Linked DNA regions of Drosophila melanogaster: region 2 is linked to region 1. A link is a contact called in public Hi-C data. All regions are on one chromosome and are shown on one strand. The core of a region is the stretch at or near the end of the contact, and the rest is flanking DNA. Distances in the headings are between cores, read along the strand shown.

Region 1 (7,454 bases), core at 2,059-4,558:
GAAAGCAAGCAGGCAGTCGTCGATTGGTCAGCGGACAAAAAATGCACACAAATCAACGTTAGAATTTTGGAATTCCAGCGGGAACAAAGCGAAAAAAGATGGAGAGTTCGGTTCGAAATTCCCGGTACCACCAAGTCAAGATGGGGGTAAATTGACTTTTTATAGACAGTGACAACAATTAATTATATTTTAATATGCTGCGCAGCCTGGCTTATTAGTTTATAGTATCAACAAAGTATCAACAATACAAATTAAAGAGCTCCGCCATCTCCATCTTCATTCGCCATCCCAACCCATCGAACCCAAGCTCGACCTCGAAGAAAGGCCGCCACAGAAAGTCATCGAACTTTCTCCGTGTTCTTTCGCCGACTAATTTCTATATTAGGTGTCATGGTCTCGGCTGTCGGTGGTTCTATTAATTACCCCAACAGCTGCGATCATTTATAACTTAGTCGGGGTAGTCAATCTTGCGATCTGTTACAATTTGTAAGTGGAAAACCCGTGGAGTCAGTGGAGCTCCCAAGGTGCGCAAGGTCGAACAAATTTGCCTAAACACAATCGCAAAGATTAGCAGCCAAATTGCCGTGTCAAGTGAACCTCTCGAAGTTGGGAACCCAGTGGCTCCTCCAGAAGAAAGAAAAGATCCGACCCGACCCGGCTATTATACAATCGCGTGACTCTTCTCAGAGCTGCTGCGAATATTTGTTGCCCAATTCACCTTTGTAAACGGTGACATGCGAACAGAATGGTTATGGATAGAATGGTTAGATGGATGGAGCTGCGGATGGTGCCAATGGTGGCCCCAAGCAGCGTCTGAGCTGTAATTAATAGCAGCTTACGGGTTAGTCGCAAATTAGCCACATGACACAGCGCCAGCGAAGGCGTAGGAGTCTGGAGACATAACCGAGACGGTTCCTCGTGGGCGGAACTGACCCCATCCGGGAGAACTCCTAAGCTCTTTAGCACTTCCCTTCGTTTTTACCAGCGACGGTTGAAAAAGTCGCTAACAGCATCCGTTCGATTGGAGGCGTTGCGTTTGACGAGTTTTACAGCGTGGGTGTGTGTGCTTACCACTCTAATTTACTCGAAATACATTAAGTTTGATTTAAGTCGTAAATATGCTAATAAAAAGCATTTAACTCGGATTAAAACTCATTATTTATACTGCAAAACTTTACACTGTCTATTAGTCAACTTCTATAAACGAAGTGTGGATAAAATATTAAAACAAAAATATTTATGATTTATACATATGTCCATATGCTTTTTATTTCAGAAGTTTGTTTTTTTGGGGTTTACTAAGTACTAGAATATATTAAACACTCGCAGCCAGCCTGCTCTGATCGCAACTAGTTGAGGGGATTCGATGTCTTGGCGCTCTCCTGGCGGATGGCGTTGATCAGCTCGTAGTTGACCAGGAAGGTGAAGCGCAGACCGGATATTTCCACTGTGCAGTTGTGACCGAGTCGAGCTTTGTTGGCGGATAGCAAAGGAGTGCCGTCGATAAAGATGGCCCTCTTTCCCTCGTTAGCGATGAAGAAATCCCCATTGCTGCGCAGCTTAATGGTTCCTTGGCGGCGAGAGATCTTCGCAGCCGGTCCCTCGAGCCCCAGATCCACGTCCACCACACAGTCCTTGGCATCGCGACCAAATGTTATTTCCTTGGAACGCATTAGGTACCGCACATGGCGGCCACACAAGCAGGCCAGTGTCTGGTTGTCGAACTCGGAGGCAGCGGTCGGACTAAGCACGGAATCCACCAGGACGGCCCAGCGCGAGAGCTCGTTCTCCAGCAGGCGAATATTACGTTTGTTGCGACGATCTGCCAGAGCTCGCTCCATCTCGAGAGCTTCGTCACGTGGCTCGTTCAGGTCGTGCTCGAAGATTTGATCTTCTGCATCCGAGAAGCTGAGTGGCTGCTGATCCGTGCCATATATAGGCTTCACTGACTGATCCGGCAACAGGGTGTACTGCTTGAGAAGAAGCCAATGGTTTTGCAAGGATTTGGCAGTGCGGGCGCAGTAGAAAACGGAGGCATTCTTATCCAGTAGCTCCTGGAACTGCTCAAGTTTTGGTTGTTCCGACTGTGAATTGAATTACTGATTAGAAAAAGCTTAAATCATGATGAAAATAGTGTACTTACGCTCTTAATGGTGCCAAGCAGATCCTCCTCCTGCACGCTGTACAAAGCTTTGCGCTGAACGGACTCCACGAGTTCGGGGTGCAGGTTCCTTATGGCGGACACTGCAATCCTGGACACCGCAGGCTCATACAGCAGAGCATACCAGCGCTGCTGTAGTTCCTGCAGAGTAAACTTGCAGGAAAACTTAACGCCGCGATGGATTATCCGCAGATCGTTGGTCTGCTGGATGCCAATTATGAGGGCCAAGTCGTCAATGGGCTTCCAGCGGCCCAAATCCTTGGTGGCCATCTGACCCATGGGACGACCATTTCTACGCTGCGCCTTTTTGCTGGCAGGACGCACTGGGCGCGAACGGCGCTCGCTGGTCGTGGAGCGCTCCATGGCCGGTGGTTTGGGATGCGCGACGGCAGTCACAATTGGGGCAACTGGAAGGGGAGTGGCCAAGGGAGCTGGCGTTGTGGGCGTGGCCAGTGACAGCGATGCAACAGTGCTAGGTGTCCCCGGCAGCAGGGAATCAACTGAAAGCGGCGTCTGTGGCGTGGAAGTGGGTATGTTAAGAGGCGCTAACGTGGTGTGCGGCACGCCCACCAAAGCTGGATAATTCTGGGAGGTGGTGCGAGGCCTGCTGCTGCGATTGGCGTCTGTTCCGCTGCGATTTGTGGGCACCGCAATGTTGTACTCAACTATTTCGTCATCAAAACGCTTCCTTTTAATCGTCCGCGATGAACTGTTTCGATGCAAAAGGAGCTGCCACTTAATCTGTCAATTTTGACATATGTCATCGTCTCACCTTCTTCGCTTTTGATCGTTTTGCTGTTCTATCTGCAGATTTGAAATGGGATTTCGTATCGGCGTTGAAATTCCAACGGCACTGCTAGCTGTACTTCCTATTGTGGTTGTTGTTGTTGTGGCTGCTGGTGTTGGCATGGTTGTTGTTGCTGGCGACACGCCTACCTGGATTAGTGTGCTCGCAGCTGCTGTGGGAATGGTGGACACTGTGGGGGGATTGGGAGCGGTAACGGACACTGCACTGCTGGCGATCGCGGTTATTCTTGATGCCTCCATCGCTCTAGCGGGCTGTTTATGGGCTAAAATGTATTTATTTTCGCGACGCACAGCTCAGCAGTGTGACCGCACCAGCAGGAAAAAGTATATCACTTGCAGAGTTGCCACGTCTTCGAAATAAAGTGTCACTGCAAGAAAAACATTTGTTAATAGCTTATATAAATATATATAAAATTAATTTTCTTTCTTAACAGTTCACTTGCTTAATATATAATTAGCGAAAGTGAGAACATTAAGCTTGACTTTACCATTTTAAAAGTTACCATCATAGTGTCACTGGCCTGCCAGATCTCCATGGGAAACACATGTTTCGCAACACTGCTACCCACACAAACGCATTCGCGAATATCTGGTAACCTCGCCACTGGAGCCCTCTCGAAATTTTGTTTACTGGCATTTAAAATCAGCGAATTCGGGCTAAAAAGTCTTACTTATGCACCCAGCACCGATGCCCGGAGCGACTAGATGAGTGTCTGGATGAGCGGGCCCCGAAATTTCGCACTAGCCACACAAATTATACGGGAAACTATGAGGTAAATGGTTCTTTGCACGAAAACAAAAAGGCGACTGACTAAGATATGACTAATCGATTTGCAGTTTGCACTACGCGGAATCGGAATCTTCGCCGTCAGAGAGCAAAATGGACATCTCGGAGACGCCGACGGACTCAACGGGCGTCTCGCCGCTGGCGGATGATGTTTTGCCCACCGCGCCGGAGAAGAATATCCTGAAATTGGAGCAGGCCAAGCAGGATCACGATAAGGAGGAACTGGAGTTCAAGACGACCTCCGCGCTGGACAACAGAATACTGCGTCCAGAGCTGCTGCCCATGGAGGCGATGCCACAACGACACAACATCATCGAGCGCACCCTGGCCAACAGCCATCCGCTGATGTCGCCAACCAACACGGACTCAGACTCGGAACCCTTTCAGCTGAAGAAGCAGGAGAAACAGCTGCCGAGGAGCAACTTTCCGGACGTTGTGCCCACCACGGAGACGGTGCAGGTGAAGAACAACCTGAACCAATGCCGGAACAAGCCGCAGGACGCCAAGGTCAGCCTGCTAAGGGCCAACAGTCCGGATATCCTGAGCAGCGAGTCAGATGCGGATGTGTCCCAGTACTTGGCCGCCGTGGAGTCTAACTTTCAGTCCGTTTCCCTGATGCCCAATGGCAATGGCAAGAAATCCAAACGATCGACTGCACTCCCTGGTGGCGAGGACATATCTAGCCTGGATTCCATCTCCAATCACAGCTTCGACGATGACGAGGACATTGAGCACAATTTGGCCTCTCTAAGTCCATCGAGCTCCCTGATTGATGGCTTAGACGGAGAGGATGACGACGACGACTGCGAGGGTCCGGAACTGCTGCCCGACCACGACGACGACTTGGAACTGGACCTGGAGTTCGGTTTGGCCACCACGCCCACGCCAAATGCTCCGGCATCGGCTACGGCTGCCTCAACTCTGCCACAGTATACGGCTGCTGAAGAGAGACGTGATTCGCGGAATTGGCAGAAGATCACTTTACCGGATGGACGTACCAGGGAGATCGACATGCGGGTCATAGAGCCCTACAAGCGTGTGCTGTCCCACGGCGGCTATCTCAAATCTGGCGGTCAGAACGCCATTGTCATCTTTTGCGCCTGTCACCTGCCGGATAGGTCGAGGGCCGACTACAGCTACGTGATGGACAATTTGTTTCTGTACGTGGTCAAGACCCTGGAACAGTTGGTCACTGATGACTATGTGCTAATCTATCTGCATGGCGGCTCCAATAGGCGTAATGTGCCACCTTTTCCCTGGCTTAAACGGTGAGTTGTTCGGTCTGTTTTTTAAGGAGATTTCTAATGCCGTGCTATGATAATCCTTTAGGTGTTATCAGCTGCTTGATCGCCGACTGCGCAAAAGCCTGAAGCACATGTATTTGGTGCATCCGACATTCTGGATAAAATCGCTGGTTTGGATGGCGCGGCCTTTTGTGAGGTAAGTAATAATAATCATTGTCAAATGTAGATCTCATATAAATACTGCTTTATCTCTCGTAGCACAAAGTTTTGGCGAAAGCTGGTCTACGTAAAGTCCCTGGAGGAACTGGGCATGCACGTGGTCGTGGAGAAGGCAGCCATTCCGGAGAAGGTCAAGCAATACGACGCCAAGCGGCACTGAGGCCCTGCGATGCCCCAGACTTGTTAAACGCAAAACGCTAATGCAAACTTAACGCATTCATGCCACACTCGCTACTCGAGCCTCTGCATTCCCCATCTTCAATAAGGACTGAGGCTAATCCTCCAAACCGATCGTTTGCGCTCTCTCGCTATGCTTTAATTTAAGATCTCAATCTTTGTGATACTTTATTTTTGCCTTCTCTCAGCCAAGTCGAAATCCCCCCCAGCATTTTTCTGTGTGAAGCGTGAAGGCGTTCAGCAAAACATCGAACAAGTTTTTGTAGTTCTTTATTGGCAGTCGTAGAAATCGTATTAGACACAGACTCATATGTGTTAGGATCCTATATATACACCCACATACATAATGGTACCATGTAGTTATCGTGTAGCTTCCGCTTCATATATTTTATAGAGGAACATACATATGCAACCAGAAACCACCAAACTTCCGAACATGTTACCTTTCCTTTGTAGTGGCAAAAAGAAAAAAAAAAAACACAAAGTTGGAAACGGAGCAACACACTAAACTGAATCTAAACATAAGTAATTGAAAATCTTTAGCTGAATTTTGCATCTTATATCGCATATTGTATATTCCAAGCGTTCCAAACACGACACTTTCGCTGACACATGATGGACCCCATGCCAGTCGACAGTAGGTGCCCCATTTATCTCATCCACCATCAGAGTTAGCCGATTAGCCTGTAAGTGAAATAGCGACCATTCTTTGTGGAATCTACACACGGACACACGTAGAATCTCTCTAGCGGATAATGTGACGTACAATTAGGCAATGTAACCGATTGATATTAAGAGCGACATTTTGTTGGTTTCCTTTTACCGCTTTAAACAAACAATAATAATAAAGTGCAAGATGATTTTTTATTTATTACGCAATAAACCTTGTGAAAATCAAACTCCTATGAGTAATAGCTCTGATCGCAGTCCCACAGGTCGTTGTCCTCATGAAATTGGATGAGAACAAGTTCGTACGTGACGATGGTTCCAGCCACCTAAGTAAGTGGATATCATACTAAACTATATGATTACATTCATATTTGTGTAGTCTTACACTCAGCACCAGCTTCCTTGTGAGGTGGAAAAACTTCATGCCAGTGAGGGCCACCTCATCGCTGATTACCTCCTCCGTAAATCGTTTCACCTCCGGACACCAGGACTCCTTGGGCACACAGCGCAGATATCTCAAAGTCAGCCTGGATTCATCATGAACACTCGAGGAGTACAGTGAAACCGCCAGAGTGCGACCAATTAGAAAGATGAGCGAGAAGTAAAAGTACACAGCATGGGCCACCGATGGCATAGTGCTGGGAAGGATTATATAAACTGAACAACTGGATGTTATTAAGTGCATGAACTCACTTCAAGCTTCTCAGCAACTGGACGCAAATGAAATACAAGTTGTTGGAGAAGGACACCATTGTTATGAGTGATATGGCATCGTCCATTTTGTCGCACAGTATGCATATATTTCTGTACTGAATACGACGCTCTGACCAGTAAGATGGAGCCATATTCTGCAAGTGGTTATTGCTTTTCATAAGGGATTTAGTTAGCATTGTCTTACCATTCCTTTAAAGTTTCGCAAATCATCGTTGAGCTGGCGAAACTTCGAAGCCAGTCCAATGCTCACAATCATCACGAACAGGTCCATGTAGTTCCATATGAAGGTCGAAAACACATTCTGGAATTTGCCCCACAAGGCCAGAGTTGTGGAGTAGCTGGTCACGAAGAAGATCTCATCGTTGGTGCGCAGAAAGTAGTTCTGGATGGGATCGGCGGTGCGGTTGCAGAATGAGGCGTAGTTTATGGCCGATACCATGCTCAGGATATGCTCCGCTGTGGTGGCATTTTGGGTTTGCTTTTGGAATATATCTTATATGGTATAATATTTACCAAAGGACAGCATCATTCCCAGCAGCATGACCATGGAAATGGTATGACCCATCTTCCACTTGGTCAACTGTGTCTTGTACTGCGGCAGATCCTTCTCCACCGTGTGCCAGTACATCATCAACTGGGGCCACTGCCTAGCCAGATTAAGAGCCACTATCAAGAC
Region 2 (7,534 bases), core at 1,113-3,612, 94 kb before region 1:
ATACTAATTACATATTGCAATATATATTAAAAATACAATACATAAATTATATACGCATTACATAATATATATATTACAAATATATAGTATTTTATTCTTAGCCGAATATAAATAAATATTAACTACAATAATACGCGTAGTATTATTTCAATTAAGCCCCTATACTGGCTCATATACTGTAGTACGAAATGTAGAAGAAATCACGGGACACGCAACTCACACAGCACCATAAAATATTCACCGCGGATTGCAACAATGTTTAATGTATTTCCGAATTAGTCAAATTGAAAGAATTATGGTTGAGCCTGTGCAAGAATACACATATTCGGCAAAATGACATAAATTAAATTATTGAAATGTTAACACTAAAGATAAACTATTGAACCAAGTTGTCTTACAATCCGAGTACTTTTCAAAAACTTATGATATACTTTGCAATTGGTCACTGATCGTATGATATAATTCGAACTATATTCAAATGCAAGTTCAAATTTTTGGCACCTGATGCATCTAAATGTATTGTAATTTCTTCAATACCCAATAAAGCTTAACGAAAAAAAAAAACTATTTGGTCTTAAATTAAATTTAACTTTTTTAGTTTTTTTTAACCTGATTTGAAATCCTCATCTATCTAACGTTTACATTGTAAACAAGAATTTTTAACTAATGTTTGCTTAAAACATATTCTTTTTATATATTGTTGAGCGTGTGTTCTTTTCCTCATTTACAGAATATTTTATGATCTGAACGTTTTTTTTTTATATTTGAATTTCAAATAATTACCTTTATGGACCTATCGGTGTTGCTAAGAAATCGATAAATGTAAAAAATACCAGGCCTAACCGTTGTGTTTTGGCGCCCAAGAAACGGCCACACTACAGCCCCACGCTTCAATTTGTTTGTGCGAATTTGTGAAATTGCACATAAAATGCCGGAAGAACCAGAGAAAACGGCGGACGACAAGCGCAGTCACTTGCCGTGGATTGAGAAGTACCGCCCCGTGAAGTTCAAGGAGATAGTGGGCAATGAGGATACCGTAGCAAGACTATCCGTATTCGCCACCCAGGGAAATGCACCCAATATTATTATTGCTGTGAGTTTGTGAGGAGTAAAATTAGTTTGGCGCCACTAATTGTGATCTATAGGGTCCTCCTGGCGTGGGCAAGACAACCACCATCCAGTGTCTGGCCAGGATTCTCCTGGGAGACAGCTACAAGGAGGCTGTCCTCGAGCTGAATGCCTCCAATGAACGAGGAATCGATGTGGTCCGCAACAAGATCAAGATGTTTGCTCAGCAGAAGGTGACACTGCCGCGGGGCAGGCACAAGATTGTGATTCTGGACGAGGCGGACAGCATGACGGAGGGTGCCCAGCAGGCACTGCGCCGGACCATGGAGATCTACAGCAGCACCACTCGTTTTGCCCTGGCCTGCAACACCAGCGAGAAGATCATAGAGCCTATCCAGTCCCGCTGCGCCATGCTACGATTCACCAAGCTGTCCGATGCGCAAGTTCTGGCCAAGCTCATCGAGGTGGCCAAGTGGGAGAAGCTTAACTACACGGAGGACGGACTTGAGGCCATCGTATTCACTGCCCAAGGTGATATGCGACAGGGACTGAACAACCTGCAGTCCACCGCTCAGGGATTTGGCGACATCACCGCTGAGAACGTCTTTAAGGTCTGCGACGAGCCGCACCCAAAGCTCCTAGAGGAGATGATCCACCATTGCGCTGCTAACGACATACACAAGGCCTACAAAATCCTGGCCAAGCTGTGGAAGCTGGGATACTCGCCGGAGGACATCATTGCGAACATATTCCGTGTCTGCAAGCGCATCAACATCGATGAGCATTTGAAGCTGGACTTTATCCGTGAGATCGGAATCACCCACATGAAGATTATCGATGGTATCAACTCGCTGCTGCAGCTCACCGCCCTTCTGGCCAAACTCTGCATTGCCGCCGAGAAGCATTAGATTTAATATGAACTATAGGTTAAAGAAATCTCAGAGATAAATAAAATTGGAGATAAATAAGTCCTTTTCAGTATTGAATACAAGTGTACCTAAATTTTAAACTGGGCACCGTTAGTTAACAGATTAATGTTAATTTCTATGTCAGCGCACTTAGAGCATATCGTCCCTAATGGAGTGTTAATTATTGCGCCCTTGGTATCGGAAGCTGAAATTATCATACAACATTAGATAATGTATTTATAGGACCGAATGATCATTAGTTTTTATACATAAAACCGGAGTTAGTTTTTATACATAAAAACCAATACGTTAGTTAACATTTCTAGTATTTTCGTAGAGCACACCACTATACAACAGTACGGTCGCATTAAGTAGATTATCGCAGCACTACAGAGCTGGCCACACTGTTTGCAGCGCTAAAGTAAAGTGAAATATGGCGAGTCTTGGGGGCCAACACGGAAATATTTCGACTAATCCAGAAGGTACGCATTGAAAACAACCCGCTGAGAGTGCGAAATCGAAGGACGAATGCCCCCGCGTCGAAAATCGGCCAGGATCTACGCGTTTTCGGGGCGTTTTCAGTGGCCAAAAAGTGCTGGTCGACTGCGCAGCAAAACGGCACTCACACCACGGCCAAAAAGCAAAAACGGAGTGAAGAGAGAAAAACGAAGAAAAAAAACAGCGAGGCGAGAGGCACAGAAAAGAAAAGAAGAGAAAAGCCGAGAAGCCAAAAGTGTCTGCCCCCTAGAAATGGGGGATATATGTATTTCGAGTTCCCCGATTCCGAACCGGAGTTTTGAGTTTATAAATAAGTTCCAGTCGGAAAAGTCGTTGGAACAAGAGAGAGGGAAACATACATTATTTTCTCGTACTTCTCACTGTCTCTCTCGCTTCGTCATCGCAGCTGCTGCCGTGCGCTTGTGTTCGTGCGTGTGTGTGTGTGTTTTTGTGTCCCCCTCCTTCCTCGCTCTTTCGCCTTCTTGTCACCTTTCCTTTTTGCCAAAACGCAACGGCAATTGATTTTCCCCACACACGAAAGCCAAAAGTCCGTGTAAAACTCCGGAAAATCGCAGCGAAACTCAATCGTCCATTTTTCTCGTACTTCTTTTGCAGTGGAAAACACAGCCAAGCGACCCGAAAGTCGCGAGGGCAGCGCCGAGCGAAAAGGTAAGCCTTCTATGCGGATTATCTTGCGAGTTACATAAAATCGGCACCAATGTATATCACACATACGCACTATATGTAATCGCTTTAACATCACCTATAACTCGAACCACAGCCCACGCATTCGCACCTGCCAAGATCTCGGGCTGCAGCGCCGGCGCAACCTTGCATTGGTTCGCCCAGGTGGGCGGTCAAATCTCCGCCAGTGAAGACGACTCTCAAGGTAGTTGGCATTCCATTCAGGCTGCTCCAAAGTCTTCCACAGCCACGCCCCGTTCTGTTCCGCCTCCAAAACGAATGCTCCGAATGTTTGCCGCATGATCTCACTAACAAATAAGACCCATAGTCCGCCTTATCGCGATTTTAACCGTCACTGGTCTATTGCAAGTCTTTCATAGCTGTTTTTCTAATAAGAAAATCTTCTTATCTATTCTCACCCAGTGACACGCTTTAAATCACTGTAGTTTCTAAACTGTCTAGATGTTACCCACTAAAGTGGGTTATTAAAAACTCAAAGCATCTTCAATTAACACCTAAAAGATCAAAATGTTATCTACACTTAAGGTCTAGCTTGATTTTAGATGGCAAGTCCAACTCTAATTATACAAATTTTAAAAATATGTATAGTCATATTTGACTAAATCATTGTGAGAATGCAAAACAAGGAATGATTAAGTTATTGGGAATTTGATCTTAATAACAATGTTCTCAAAGTTTGTTAAGTTAAATTGAACTACATGTTATTACGAGAGCAAAAAGGAAATGGATTTTATCAAGCGAAAAATCAATTGCAATGTTTTTGGCTTTCCAAAAACACAAGTAAATATGGCATACAGTGGGTTAAAATCCAGCAATTTTGCCTGCGACCTTGACAGCTGATAATTTCCCATTTGCAAGATATTTTCGCACCTGTAACTGGCAAAAAGATTGACTTGCAGTTGTTCCTTTGTCGTCTTGCTTACGTCATGGAATTCCAAAAATATCTTAACCGATAAGGCGATAAGAACCAGTTCCCAGTTCGATTATGCAGACTTTGGCAGCCAAACCGCATGCTACCAATATTATTGTTATTATTGTTAATTTTTTTTTTGCATTTTTCCGCCTCAATGTCATTTCAATAGAACAAAATGTGCGCCTGCATTAGCAATTTGCTTTCTATTTTCCTTTTATCATTTGTTTTTTTTGTTGTTCGCCCATTTTGCACATAGGCAAATTTGAAGCGGGGGCGGCGGTATTGTTGTCCGAGTATTTGTGCCATATTTGTTATTGTTGCTGCTGCTAGTTTGTCAATTGACCCACAAAATGCGAGTGTACATTGTCGATGACGTCAGCTCTCGGCTCTCATGTAAATAACTCGCCGGCAAAAGTCGAAAAATGGGGTATAATACTACACATATTAAGCAGATATTTATCGATTTTTGTTGGGCCACAGGTAGCAACTGATGAAAATATTCCCAGTTTTATTTGCTTGCGAACCGTAACTTGTTTATCCAAATTCAATTTATGCCCTTATAAGTATGTGCGAATTCGAATCTCTATTCATTTTGCTACGCTTTTAGCGTCCAAAGACCGTGAGGAGAAACTAAAATATGCCCGCGATCGCCAAAATGAGGAGCGCCACCGGAAAATCGAGGAACTGCGTGCCCAGGCGGAGGCCGCCCAGCGGTACCGTGAACAAAAGGAGGAGGAGCGCCGTCGACGCATCGAGGAGATCCGTACCCGGGACACAGAGAAGCGCCACCAGGTGGAGGAGCGCAAGAAGGCCATTTTCGAGGCCGAGAAGGAGCGCCGCGAGTACATCCTCAAAAAGAATCAGGTGCGTGCGTTATCGCTTCGATTCCAATGAACTTCTATTATAATTCTTGTTTTTGATCATCCACAGGAACGCGAGTCCCGGATAGAAGTGAAAAAACGGGACAGAAACTCCATCGGCTTCGCATTTGGCTCCTCGACTCCCCGCCTGCTGGATGTGCCCGCGGATTATGGTCTGGTATCGCCCAGTGCCTTTTGGGGTCAGCGGAGGTGAGATCCGAATGAAAGTTATCTGAGCACAAAGCCAAAAACTCACACAAAACGCGCACACTAATATGTAGCCATTCATGGCTATCTAGATTAGTATATATTTTGGCCGATTTCATATGTGCTTTGCGCTGCACATGACTAATTAGCGCTGCACTCTGACTGGCATTACTTAATTATTTTTATCAGTTCTTGAACTTTTAATGACGAAATTGTTTGCCAAAATATATAAATCACAATTAGTATAATTATTGACTTAGTAAATGTCGCGAAATGAAAGCAAATAATTGGCTAACATGAAACTAAAGATAGTGAGCTAGTAGCCAATCAATTGTTGAAAAAACCCATTTCACAATGATTAAGCAGGTTTTCATTGTAAACTTTGATATTCTTAATGGCAAATAGCTAATTGTTTTATCGTTATGAAGTAGCAAGGCCATTTTGAGGCAATTCGAAGTTTATATTTTTGCGCTTAGATATTTGAATTTGAGTACTAAACATGACTTCCCCTTGCAGGTCCACATCTATATCGAACGTAGCGGGCGCCTCGCTCACACGTCGAAGTTCAGAGCGTGAACTTGCCGACAGTGGTGCTAAGAAGCGTGCCTCCTCATCGACGGACCGACAAGATGGTGAGTCGCGCTGCCCCCGGCAGCACTTGAGTCATCCCCGAAACAGATATACACACACTCTTGAACACTCCACACTCGCTGAGACACCAGACACACATAATGAGATTAAATTTTACTTTGCAGTTATCGTTATCGTTACCTTAGACACTCGTAAATCTTGTAATTGACAAGTCCCAGTTATTGTTTACATGTGCCCCGCAAACCGGAGATTTCTATAACCCTCTACCATGTTATCTCCCACTGTGCCCAGTTGGTGTACATGTGAATTACTATTATTGTATAGATACAAACCCCTAGCACCCACAGACTTCTCACACGGCACGATCACTTCTGCTCCCTTCTTCTCTTTTTATTTATTTTTTTTTCTTGTATTTGTTTTCTAATATGATTTGCACCCAAAAGCAAACAGCAATCACACCTCTGTAACGTTCACTTCTATATTTGAAACAAATCGAAAAAACTACCGACTTCACACAGATCACCGACGCAAGTCTTCCTCCATGTACGAGGTGTTCAATTGGGGCTATTCCAATGACGAGCCGCCCAAGCGGTTCTCGCTCTCCATTGCCGGCAGCGAGATAAATATCGATGGGCCGGCCAATCCCCATCCGCCGCCCACTTCCAAACAAACAGCCAACGCGCACAGACCTACAAATCTCACAACAACCACAGCAACAAGCACCACTACTGCAGGCCACAACAACTTTAACAACAATAACTCGTATCGTAAGGGTGAGGGTTCTTCTACTCTACTCAGCTCCTCCTTCTCGTTCTTAACCCTTCTCGTTCTGACCCCGTTTTTTGTTTTGCCGTAACCCCAATGCCAAACCTAACCCTGTATTCGTAACCCCGCCGTAAGCTCGTAACTCTCGTTGTCTCTACCCCCGTAACCCAAACCAATGGCATGCCTTGAGCTTCTCAGTTTTGCATGATGTTTTTACGCCCTCCAGATTGTACAGATCCCAAGCGCTCTTCGTTGAAGCTAACCCTCGAAAGCAGGATCGACCGTCTGTAAAGAATTCAACGTAAATCCCCAACAGCATGGTTATTTTGTACCGAAAGTGTTTACACTGGCTGACTGTATTAATTACCGATTCTAAAATTAATAATCTATTATGAAACCATCAGGAGTATCAGTGTAAACACTTAAGTTTTAGCTATTTCGCTTTTGGTTTCTATCGTTCCTAGATATTAAGTTTTTTCATATATAATTTTGAGACCGAAATCGCAAGTGAATCATTTCGGCAGTTGCATCCAAAAATCGAATATCAAAATCCAAAATCATGTACAAAACAAAAACCAAAACAACCCAAAACCCGAATATTGCAGAAGATAGCGTTGACTCATCACCCATGGTGTTCCGAAGCGTTTACCGCAGGAAAACGGACCTTATGCCGACAATACCTAGCCCCCGAGACGGGCATTATGGTTCGCGAGGCTCCCTGAGCTCGACGCCGGCCAGAACCCCAGGTAAGACCCACCCAATCGATCCTCCAGTCCATCCAACCGACACACCCCCATAGCTATCTGAATCATGCTCATCCAGCGATCAGCTTCATCGTCTATCTACGCATCAACAGCTCTTCATTCGACATCCCTCCATCCGATTAGTTGTGTTTCCTTTTGGTTTAGCCCATTCCGGACCAAGAGTTGCCCTTAGCCCCTGACTTTTTACTGTCGTTTCCCGGGTTCAATGCTGTTTCGGCAGAGATATAGTGAGAAAATATGGAACACTTTCTCTTC

The links. A called contact is a pair of places that touch in the nucleus more often than the background predicts.
Region 2: a Hi-C map of the Kc167 cell line shows a contact between it and region 1, with 2.8 times the contacts expected there. A contact is called at or near these places in 7 of 107 Hi-C or Micro-C datasets (the D17-c3 cell line, the Kc167 cell line, the S2 cell line and 3 more) and 1 of 7 datasets of targeted methods (the Kc167 cell line).

The regions. Positions count from the first base shown.
Region 1 is chr3L:4,036,383-4,043,836 of dm6, reverse strand. Rcd5 (Reduction in Cnn dots 5) reads right to left here and starts at 3,308. Exons shown (of 3, transcript NM_139595.3): 1 at 2,934-3,308; 2 at 2,144-2,870; 3 at 1,240-2,084. The coding sequence starts at 3,208. The coding sequence ends at 1,350. It overlaps CG11593, which reads left to right and starts at 3,355. Exons shown (of 4, transcript NM_139594.2): 1 at 3,355-3,741; 2 at 3,806-5,023; 3 at 5,085-5,195; 4 at 5,258-6,314. The coding sequence starts at 3,737. The coding sequence ends at 5,378. It overlaps Gr64f (Gustatory receptor 64f), which reads right to left. Exons shown (of 7, transcript NM_168052.3): 3 at 7,292-7,454; 4 at 6,963-7,234; 5 at 6,758-6,912; 6 at 6,450-6,702; 7 at 6,262-6,390. The coding sequence ends at 6,298.
Region 2 is chr3L:4,129,378-4,136,911 of dm6, reverse strand. It overlaps ens (ensconsin), which reads left to right and starts at 2,362. Exons shown (of 13, transcript NM_001300004.1): 1 at 2,362-2,458; 2 at 3,090-3,143; 3 at 4,700-4,956; 4 at 5,023-5,162; 5 at 5,676-5,791; 6 at 7,121-7,261. The coding sequence starts at 2,410. It overlaps RfC4 (Replication factor C subunit 4), which reads left to right and starts at 874. Exons shown (of 2, transcript NM_079191.3): 1 at 874-1,093; 2 at 1,146-2,052. The coding sequence starts at 929. The coding sequence ends at 1,976. Rop (Ras opposite) reads left to right here. Exons shown (of 1, transcript NM_001274475.1): 1 at 1-553.